2 separate regions of the Mus musculus genome follow, and region 1 is linked to region 2. A link is a contact called in public HiChIP or PLAC-seq data. All regions are on one chromosome and are shown on one strand. The core of a region is the stretch at or near the end of the contact, and the rest is flanking DNA. Distances in the headings are between cores, read along the strand shown.

The links. HiChIP or PLAC-seq counts read pairs in DNA pulled down with a chosen protein or histone mark.
Region 1: a contact with region 2 is called in an H3K4me3 HiChIP or PLAC-seq map of bone marrow-derived macrophages, with 2.2 times the contacts expected there. The contact joins the promoter of Nipa1 here to the enhancer-like site in region 2. A contact is called at or near these places in 3 of 39 promoter capture datasets (3T3-L1-derived adipocytes, the HPC-7 cell line and fetal liver), 1 of 15 datasets of contacts at CTCF or cohesin (the G1E-ER4 cell line), 12 of 484 Hi-C or Micro-C datasets (the C2C12 cell line, DN3 thymocytes, Sertoli cells and 8 more), 6 of 115 datasets of contacts at active chromatin or transcription factors (bone marrow-derived macrophages, embryonic stem cells and fetal liver) and 1 of 9 other capture datasets (pancreatic islet).

Annotation. Positions count from the first base shown.
Region 1 is chr7:56,016,764-56,022,762 of GRCm38.p6, reverse strand. It overlaps Nipa1 (non imprinted in Prader-Willi/Angelman syndrome 1 homolog (human)), which reads left to right and starts at 3,163. Exons shown (of 5, transcript NM_153578.3): 1 at 3,163-3,354. The coding sequence starts at 3,195.
Region 2 is chr7:55,983,334-55,988,747 of GRCm38.p6, reverse strand. Nipa1 (non imprinted in Prader-Willi/Angelman syndrome 1 homolog (human)) reads left to right here. Exons shown (of 5, transcript NM_153578.3): 4 at 3,184-3,344. Among named protein-coding and RNA genes, the nearest start is that of A230056P14Rik, 24 kb to the right of the region's middle. Within about 2 kb of position 2,012, at least 51 of the 459 cell types and tissues checked have an H3K27ac peak or open chromatin away from gene starts, as enhancers often do. A contact at or near this core is called in the G1E-ER4 cell line, the HPC-7 cell line and bone marrow-derived macrophages, where this site is marked.

The sequences.
Region 1 (5,999 bases), core at 1,914-4,413, 33 kb before region 2:
TTAATAATAAGTAGGGCAAGGTACTAGAGCAATAAATAACCTCAAAGGTTCAAGAAAATTGTTTTTTTACAAATATGTGTTAGTTATTTTTCTATTGCTGTGACAAAAAGCAATGATGATCGAGACCACTTAAGTGTTTAGTTGGGCTTACAGCTTCCAAGGGTTAGAGTCCATGATTTTCACACAAACACAGGGTGGCAGGAACAGCTGAGATAGTACATCTTGATCCACACGTAGGAGGCAGAGAGAGCTAACTGGGAATTGCAAGAGCCTTTTGAAACCTCAGAGCCCACTACCAGTGACACACCTCCTCCAACAAGGCCACACCTCCAAGTACTAAACATTTCTACCAACTGGGACCAGCATATGAGCCTATAGGAGCCAATCTCATTCAAATGGCCACCTTTCACTTCCTGCTGCTCTGCTACCTTCATTTGCTGAAATTACACATGGGAGTTACTGCTTATTTCAAGAACTGGTGTTTTGTTTTGTTTTGTTTTGTTTCTGTGCTAACAATAATCTAGAGCTTAGTCAAGTACTCTGATACTAAGCTACATCCCCAGATCCTTTTTGAGACAGCCTCATTGGCCTAGAACTTGAAATTGTCTTCTCATTGTCTCCTGAGTCCTGGAATTATACTACTCTCCTTGGCTTAAAAGTAATTTAGAAAATAAGAAGCTTAAATAATGGTATTTTGACCATTGCAAATGAATGAATGCTAGTGTGAAAGTTTATATGAAGCGTCCGTTTTCTAAAAAAAAATTTTTCACTTTTAACTACATATATGCATGTGTATCTGTATGAATCATATGCACTTAAGTGGTCAAAAAAATAAGCTTTGTGATATTAAAAAATAATAATAGGCTGGAGAGATCCCTTTTTTAATTAAGAATATGCTTTGGTCTTGTGAAGACCTGAGTTCGGTTCCCAGATCTACGGTAGCACACAATAGCCTGTAACTCCAGCTCCAGGGGATCCAACAGCCTCTGCAGGTACCTGCTCTCAAGGATACACACATATACATATGCCTACACACACACACACACACACACACACACACACACACACACACACAGTTACTAGTAAAAATAAACATTTTTTTAAAAAGCAGACACTTCATATAAACTTTTATACCTGTCTTCATTGCAGCTTAATTCACAATGGTTAAAAGATACAAGAAGGAGCTGAAAGATGGCTCTGCCATAAAGAGTACTCGCCGCTCCTGCAGAAGACCTGGGTTTAGTTTTCAGCAGTCATGTGGCAGTTCACAACTATCTGTAACTCTAGATCCGGGGAAACCAGGGCCCTCTTCTGACTTCTACAGGTATCAGGAACACAACTAGTACACACACACATACATGCAGGCAAACATACAGGTAAAAATATTTTTAAAAAGAGATGCAGATAAATTAACAAAATGCTACATATGAATATGACTGAATACTACTCATGCGTAAAAAAGGAATGAAGTTGTTAAAATTAAATGTGGTACAATGTGTTTCAACCCTGAGTATATACTCCAAGCAATAGGCTAGTCACCAGGGACATTCACCATAATGTGAAACAGCCAGAATAGGCAAATTCACAGACACTAAGAGCTAATTGCCGTCTATCTTGGCTTGCGGTGATGTAGAAATGAAAGTGATGGAAAAGTTTCCAAAGAGAATAGTGGCAAATGCAGCTGTGCACTGGGAACATAACTATTGCCACTGGAGTGCACATATAAAAATGGTTAAAATAGTTAGGTCACAAAGCAGGCTGACAATATCCGAAGACAACCGCTCACACCAGGCCAGGTTCTTACCCAGTGAACAGAAAGGTTATTATTGAGTACACAGGAACCTAAATTCAGCGTTCCTCAATTTCTGGGGGACAGAAATTCCCTCGCTCTTCCCTGACCTCAGGGAAAGGTCACCTGGTTTCTGATCAGCTCAGTCTGTAAGAGATCCAAGTCCCTACACCAACTCTCAGACTGTCTGGCCGGCAGGTCTCCTCCCCATAAATCTGACAAGGCTCATTTGGCAGGATGCTATTCTCCAGTCTGAATCAGCCTGGCAGTTTGTCCCCAAAAAACCATCTTACTACCCTAGTTCAGTGGTTTCATTTGCCTCACTGACAGAATTGGTGACTTTTATGAGTAAATTATCACCCGGAAGGAAACAACGGTAGACTGGCTTAGTAGAGTGTTGGTGGGGATGGTTTTTGAAGACAGGGTTTCTGTGTAGCCTTAGCTGTCCTGGGACTCGATCTGAAGAGCAGCCTGGTCTTGAATTCACAGAGATCTGTCTGCCTTTGCCTCCTGGGATTAAAGGCCTTCAACACACTGCGCGGCTAACCATTCAGTAGTTTCAGTGCATAAATAGTCCAATTTTATATTGCTTCGGCAATAATACTGCGTTATAGAGTTTCAAAAAGACATGTATACTTCCTAAACCAACTTTTTTTTAAATTAAGTTTTCAATATAGCATGATTATAGAATAGAGAAACAAACACTTGGAGCAACCTAACAACCAACAATCTGATGAATGGTTTGATACAATATATTTTCATAGACATCACACAGCTATTAAAACAATAATTGTGTGATAACATGGAAATAGATTGCTACATAACACTCAATAAAAGAGAAAAAAATGTGCATTGCCTTTGAAAGCGTGGGAATGGCCCAGAATACTTAAGTGAGAGTTGGCGAAGTGAGTCAAAATAACTTTCCCTTATAATCTTGATATACTTTATTAAGAATTAAAATGAAACACTACAGTATGATCACAAGGTCAATGATCCAGAGTGAAGGTAGCGGACCTCCCAGGGAGCAAAGCAGCAAAGAAGAAAGCATCTCTTTGGTAGTACAGAACAGAGTTCCTAGAAGACCTGAGCTCCTCTGGGGACAGCTTGACCATCCCCACCAGACGCCCTAGGGCTCTTGGTACTGCAGAGCTTTCTGCCCCAGGCGCTGCACCAGCACGCTCTACGGAATTATTATACTATCCACACAGACCGCAGAAGCCTTTCGGCTCCTCCTCTGATCCCACTGCATGCTTCCCATCCACCCCCTAAGCTCGCTCCCACCCCTGTCTTACTTCGCAGTCCGACCCCGAACTCCGGCTCCCTCTCTGCCCCGCCCCGCGCCGCTCCTTCTCCAAGCCCGTGGGGCGCGGCGCGCGCACGCGCAGCGGAGGGCGGCGCGGGCGGCATGGGGACTGCGGCGGCGGCTGCGGCGGCCGGGGAGGGGGCGCGCGGCCCGAGCCCCGCCGCCGTGTCGCTCGGCCTGGGCGTGGCTGTGGTGTCCAGCCTAGTGAACGGGTCCACGTTCGTGCTGCAGAAGAAGGGCATTGTGCGCGCTAAAAGGCGAGGTAGGGCGGGCCGAGGTCGGGCCGGGGTCCGCACCACGCGTCTGCCGGTGTCTGTGCACAGAGCACGGGCCGGCTCCCCTGGCTACCCCGCAGGCATCACCTCCGCATTCTACGCGGTCTCCTTCTGTCTCTTCTCTGCGACCGGGGAGGCCTTATTCACTCTTTCAGGAGCCCTTCACCGGACATCTTGCCCCGTTCCTATACCTGTCCAGTCCTCCAACCCCTACCCCGCAGCAGAGCATCGGGACAGATGCTCAGCTTGGAGCCCTATGCCCAGAGGCCCTCACTCACCTACTGTCAGGCAGAGCTTCCTATTCATAGGATCCAGAGGTGGGTGGAGCCAGGCCTGCCTTTCACTTAGACTGGGCCGGGGTGCTCTTGGGAGAACACTTGGTGGTGTGAAGAAGTAAGGGTGTGTGGTGGGTCCAGAGGATGTACTGTCTTCATTGAGGTGCCCACTGTCACCTTGATTGCAAGGTCTGATCTTCCCGGCGGCTTTTGCCCTGGGATCCTTAGATAACTTACCTGTGGTTGTCTGAAGTGTCTAAAGCATGAAGAAAACATCAAACAGGCATGCAAACGGGCCCCCCTACTGAGGATGCCCTGGGTCAACCCATCATCAGATATCACTCCATAGTGATAGGGAAGTGGGATAAGGCACAGAGACCTTCTTTGTCCATGCCATGTCATTGTGTTGAGAGGCCTGTGACAGGCACTGCATGTAAGAGGCAGAATACTTTGACGGGGAAAGTAAACATTGCTTTCAGAGAAACCAAGAAAGGCTTGTGGTTGGAGCCACAACCTCAAGGGCTCTAGGGGTAACGAGCTGGTTGCCAGTGTATGAGAGGTAAATACACTTACTAGTTCCAATTCCAGAACACGTTTGAAATTTTGACTAAGCTGTCTGGGTAGCCAGGAAGCTTCAGAAAAGAGACAAAGAACTGAAAATATTGAGCGAAAGTACAAAACCAGTAATGCTTATTTAAATAAATTTATTTCAAAATGAAAGCATTGCAATCCTAATAAAAAACCAATAGGATCTCCCAAGCCTGCAGATGTGTCTGTAATGTACAAACACATCTGGTATACATTAGGCAACTACGTTGGAGACTGTCAATGTGTACAGGCACTAAAATTGGGCAAAAGTGTTTGTTGTGACAAAAAATAAAAAAAATATATGTGTCTGTTATAGGATTGAGTAAGATGGGTACTTTACTTGTGTGGTATTCTTGCAAATCTCACAACACCAGGATAACCGTGAGAGCAACATGACAAAGTACACAAACAACAGCTGAGGAACATCATACAAAATACCTGTCTGGTCTTCCAATCAAGGCCATGAAATCTGAGGAATTCTCAGAGCCAGAAGGAATCAGAGGACACATACCTCTGGAAAAAAAAAAAAAAGTGTATTTACCTCTCATACACTGGCAACCAGGTCGTTACCCCTAGAGCCCTTGAGGTTGTGGCTCCAACCACAAGCCTTTCTTGGTTTCTCTGAAAGCAATGTTTACTTTCCCCGTCAAAGTATTCTGCCTCTTACATTAGAGGAAAACAAAAGGAATTTGAGTACAGACTTTAGTTAGGAAAAATACATTAATAAGATAAACCAATTGACTAGCAAGAAAGAGTGTGTTATTTTAGCTCAGTTTTTGTGTTCAATTAGAAAACAAAGACTAACCTAGAATTGTTTTTGAAGTTCTGGGTCAATTAACTACCCAAACCAGTCATGGATGCTTTTATTTATAACAGTGTACTGTATATTATATGTATGTATATATGTATGTACTTTAGAAAATAGTCTCTTACTGTGTAGCCCAGGCTGGTCTCAAACTCTCGATCTTCCTGCTTTAACATCCTGAGTAGCTGGGATTACAGGTATGTGCTACCACACATGGGTCCGTACTGTGCCTTTAAATTAATAAAGAGAAAATGTAACCTTCATTAATTTTTTTATTTTGTCACCTTCCACCAATTGCTATAGATTGAGATGATGGTGGAAGGCATTTAGTCTTGCCTTAGTAAATCTACTTTGTTTAACAAAAATTTTTGAAACTCTTATGCTATATCCTGTTATAGATACTGAAGCTACAGCAGTTTTAAAATCTATTCTCAGGCCAGATACCATGTCATGTGCCTATAATCCCAGCTTGAGCTTCTAAACTCTCATAAAATAAAGTAAAACAAACTTCCCATAATCTTTTGTCAGACCTACTTAAAGACCAACAGAACTGATAACCATCAAATAATAGAAATGGAAGAAGAGAGAGAAAGAGAGGAGAAAAAAACCCCTGGAAGGTTAAGTTCTTAGGTGAACCCTTATGATTTGTTCTACTGTAACTATCTATGCTTCCTTAGACGATTATACCTTTATAGTTGACATGTGGTAGCGTGTCTAGAAAGTCCAAGCTTCAGAAAAGCTAAATTCTAATTGTTGTTCTACGGATAGGGTTGGGGACCTACTGGCTTTGAGTTTCACCTTTAAAGGACCTTCTCAATAAATGGGCCCACTGTAACTCCTGCAGGGCTGGAGAGTGTCCTTTGAAAGCACAGGCTCAAGATTCAACTACCTGGCTTCTTTGTTGTGCCTGTGAATGAAGTTAAGTGGGACCTGGGCAAAAGGTCTCACTCATAATTTCACAGGA
Region 2 (5,414 bases), core at 763-3,262:
TATAATTTTTAATCAGGGAATGGGCTATTTAAGTATGATACCAGAATCACATGAAGAAAAAATAAACTATATACCAAACTTAAAATGTCTATTCTGCAGAGAAATGAAGGTTGGAGGGAGACTTGATTGGGATGTCCAGGGTGAGTGGCAGGAAGGAGTTGGGGTAGACCTAATCAAGGTGCATTGTATCTTGTATGAAACTGATAAAAAGAATAAATTTAAAATAACCAGTGGTCTAGTGCGAAGACTCGGCAGGTAGAGATATCTTTACTGCCATCAGGTTTGCTGCCAGACCTGGTGGATGACCTCCGTTCACTCCTAGAGTCCACATTAAGTAAACAAACTTCCCTAAGTTGTCCTCTGACCTCTAACATAATGCGGACTATAGAATTTTCGCGTACACACACATACACAACACATGAATAAACATTTTAAACACTATGTTCCAGAAACTGCCATCAAGAAAAGAACATTCAGAATAGGGAAAAAAAAAGTCTCAAATTATGTGTACGATAAGGAACTTGTACTTCCGTATATAAGACTTATAAGTCATCAATAACCAACTCTTTTTTTAATAACCAACTTTTACGTGTGGCTATTGCATTCTGGTCTTTTGCAGTGGGGTGGGAGGTGATCTGGCCTTGTGACCCAGGCTCATTATCTTTCCGCTTTTGTTTATGGCAGGCCCTTTCAACCATGGCACAGTCTGATGGCTGTCCCAGGTGAACCTAGCTCTGGTTTTTGTTCTGTGACCCTCCCCCTTGTGTTCATGATTCTTTGGGCAGCAACATAGACCCCTACCTTTATTACTTTTCTATTGCTGTGGCAAAGCACCTTGATCAAGGCAACTTATAAAGCAAAAAGTGTTCACTTTGGCTTACAGTTTCAGAGGGTGAGAGTCCACAATGGCAGAGCAAAGGGACAGCTGCAGAGTTTGTTGGTTGATCCATAAGCAGGGGGCAGAGACAGCACTGGAAATGGTTCCAGCCTTTTGAAACCTCAAAGCCCTCCACCAGTCTCACACTTCCTCCAGCAAGGTCACACCCCTAATCCCTTTCCAAACAGTTCCACCAACTAGGGATCAAGTAGTCAAAAATATGAGCCCTGATTTAAGATATAGGCATGTTTTTGCCATGGTTTTCTCATTATATTATCTCAGCAATGCAGTTTACTTTCCAAACTGGATGACTAGGCCTCCTTTAGGGCGAAACTGTAGGTACAGTATAGTATAGTATACTGTGTTGACTTCACACAAAGTAGTATAAGACAGGAGGTGGGAACTATGTGCAGGTATTCAGAAAATGATAGCCCCAGGTGTGGTGTGTTGACAGGGTGAGCCTTCCAACTCTGGTCGCTAACCTGTGCCTTCTTACCCCTGGTCTGTCTAGTCATCTTCCATTCTCTTTGTTTAACAAAGTACAAGTTAAGGATTTCTCAGTTCACTTAGTATATTTCTTCCAAAGTAGATGTAATCTTAATTTACACTTACTAATAACCCCCTCCCAGTATTGAATAACTAGGAAAGGCGAGCCACTGACCGAGAGAGAGTCTAGAGTCGAGCATCATCACCTTACTCAGGCACCTGTTAAGGGCATCTGAAAAAATCAACTGATTCTCTGCAAAAGACAAGTTTTTTTTGTTCCTCAGTTACTGTGGCTCAAGGCTACCTCCTCCCAGGGCTGAGAGGAGCCCTGCTCATCCACTTCTTCAGTCTTGCCCTGCAGCCACATACCTCTCTCTCATCCCCTGGGAAGGCAACGTTTAAGTTCTAACCATATAGCCTTAATTTTATTTATTTATTTTTCTGGTTTTGTTTGTAAGTATTTTTAATTAATTTTTTTAGTTGGGACCCAGAGTGATGGGTTTCATTATGACCTTTCATGCACTTGGTTCTTTCTCTACCCACTGCTGCCCTCTCCTGGCCGCTTTCTGCTTGCTGTTTGCTTGGATTCCCCAAGGCAGCCCCCTCCCTTCTGCCCGTATGGAACCGTATTTTATTACGGTTCCAGTTCCCTCTTCGAAGCCTCGCTTTAGACCTCTGCCTTCCTTTTCTGATGACTCACTTTCCCAGTAACATCGCAGGCTGGAAACTATGTTAATGCCCAGCCATTGACAAGACATTTATGATGTGAACTGCCTGAGTGTAGTGGCTCATGGGAGACTAAAGCAGAGGCCAGCCGGGACTACACAGTGACGTTCTGTCTCGTTTAACTTTGTTTCCCTAAAAAATACAAATGATAATACACACTAGATGATTTTGGGTACTTTTTTCCCCTGTCAACTGTCTATTATCAGTTCATTTCAGCAAGAATAAGGGACATTTCTCCTGCTTCTTCATTAGCTTGTAGCCTTAGTTTCTATGTGGATCCTGTCTGGGGACTATTGGTCAAAGTAAATAATCCAGTATAACCATGAACCATTGCATCCTGTTCTTGGATGGTCATGTCCTCTGAATATCTTCGGTATTAATAACAGCACAATAGGAATGACCTAGTGGAAGCCCATTTTTCCCCATTCAGGTTGGATGCTGATGTTGTAAAGGGAAAAGAGATGAACACACTGATACCTACACATTTCCTGTATTTGAAGAAATAGTGCCAGATCTTTTAAGTTTTGAATGTTAGTGAGAAGTAACCATTCTGTATTCCTTCTTCCATACTTCAGTTGCTGTTAGCATTTCTGAATTTATTTATTTGTTTATTTATTTATTTATTTATTTTGTGTCTATGTGTGTTATTTGTTTTTTTTTTTTAAGTAAAGAAGAAATTTTTTGGTCAATAATAAAATTTCCTCTTCTCATATATTTTATATCTATATGATAATTAAAACTATTCCATGATATGAGTTACGATGTTACAATCTACATATTGGTTATACATGAAAATGTATAAAAACCCAATTGTGCTGAAAAAAAAAACTTCAATAAATATCTAATGGGAAAGTTCGTTTTTCTCTTTGTAAAAAGTGAATGCTGGGCAGGATGTACATGGTGCTCAGTGTTAAAGCATACACAGGGCCCTGGATTTGATTCCCAGTGCTAAAATACAAATAAAAACATTAAAAAAAAAACAATGAAAATAAAATACACCTATTAAAAAAGTATGAATCTTCTAGATAAAGTATCTTCAACTAGTAAAAACAAGTTTGACTTAAACTATAATGATTTCTTTTCCTTAATTGAAGGTCCATTTTAGCTTCTTACCTTCTGAAGGAAAAGCTCAACATCTTGGGCAAGTTGGGCTGTCTGCTAAGCTGCGCAGGTTCTGTCGTGCTGATCATCCATTCCCCGAAGTCTGAGAGTGTGACCACGCAGGCCGAGTTGGAGGAGAAGCTGACCAATCCAGGTAACTCGTTCTTAGCAGAGCGGGTGGCTCGGTGTGTTTCCTGGGGAAGCCAGACAGCTCATACTACCACTCTGTCGTGATGATTTCCGGCAGGGCAGGGGTACAATGTCTACTCCGATTTAGACCATGATTGGCTGTCCATTTTATGTGTGTACATCAGCTGGCTGTGAGGACATGCCAAACCCAATTTTCAGAGGTACTCTTAAGTTTGGTTTGATTACGTGGAGACCTCATATTTCATGAAGCTAGTTAAGACCTTTTTTCCCTTTGGTATTTTATGTCTGTTGTCTTAGTTACTTTTCTGTTGCTGCAACAAAACACCATGGACATGATAGCTTATGAAACAAAACATTTACTTGGCCTCATGGTTTCAGAGCTTGTGGTTAAGAGTCTGTGATGATGGAGCAAAGGAATGTTGACCAGAACGGCTGAGAGCTCACGGGCTTGATCCTCCACAGGCAGGAGGCTCAGAGACAGCAATGGGGCTCGCATAACTTATTTGAAACCTCAAAGCGTGCCAGCAAGTGACACAGCTCCTCCAATGAGGCCACTCTTTTCTTTTAACCCTTCTCAGATAATTCTACCAACTGGTGATCAAGTATTAAAATATACAAACCTGTGGGGGGAGGTCATTTTCATTCAAACCATCATCTCTGCGAACATTTCACATTTTAATATTTCCTTATTCTCATAAAGTTTGTATTTTCTGAGTATGAGAATAAAGACAAAGGCGTTAAAAAGTTGACAACTCTGCTGTGAACTAGGCAAGGGTGCCCCGAAAGGTTCATGCGATTTCCAGAGGAGCAGATCTATAAGTTATCTTTCCCCAAGCCAGGAATGGAACTTCGGCCTATGCAGGCTAAGTAAGCCTTGCCCCTCTGAGCCCTATTCCCAGCCCCCTTACTTGTGATGGGTGTGAATGTTCCCACTTATTTATCCATTTGTAACTTATATATGTATAACTATGCTATATTATTTTTATCTTTGATATGCCTCTGTACACATGAGTACAGGTGCCCTTGGAGGTGAGAGGTGTCACACTGTCCTTGAACTGCAGCTTCACGCAGTTGTGAGCTGCTCCATTTGGGTACTGGGACAAACTTGGGTCCTCTGCAAAGGCAGTATGAGCTTTGAACTGCTGGTCTCTCTCTCTCCAGCCTTATGTATAATTAACTTGAAAGTATTAAGAACATGTAAAATATAAAATCACATGATTCTGACTTTTTTATTAGATATTTTCATTATTTACATTTTAAATGATATCCCCTCTCCTGGTTTCTCCTCCAAAAGCTCCCTACCCCCTCCCCCTTCCTCCTGCTCCCCAACCCACTCACTCCCACTGCTTGGCCCTGGCATTCCCCTACGCTGGGGCATTGAGCCTTCACAGGACCAAGGACCTCTCCTCCCATTGATGACCGACTAGGCCATCCTTTGCTACATAGGCAGCTGGAGCCATGAGTCCCACCATGTGTACTCTTTGGTTGGTGGTTTAGTCCCTGGGAGCTCTGGGGGCACTGGTTTGTTCATATTGTTGTTCCTCCTATGGGGCAGCAAACCCCTTCAACTCCTTGGGTCTTTTCTCTAGCTCCTTCACTGACAACTTTCTTATGATAATAATAATAATAATAATAATGATAATTCTTTCCCTTCTACCTCCTCCTGTTGTGCTTCTTTTTCTTACTCAGGGTCACGATATATAGCTTGGCTGGCCTGGTGCTTGCTATGTAGCATAGGTTAGCCCCAAACTTGTTACAGTCCCTCCCTCAACCTGTTAACTGTTCACATTACAGGCATATGACACCACATCCAACTTTGTTTTGTTGTTGATGATGATTTTATGATGTCTTTAAATATATGCATTTGTTGAGAATTTCATAATATATGTACACAGTGTAATTTGATGGGCTAGAGAGATGGCTCAGAGGTTAAGAGCACTTGTTGCTCTTCCAGAGCACTGAGTTTTGATTGCTGGCATCCATATGGTAGTTCACAATCGTATGTAACTCCAGTTTTAGAGGATCTGATGCCCTCTTCTGACCTCCTCAGCCACCAGGCATGCAAATAGTGCAC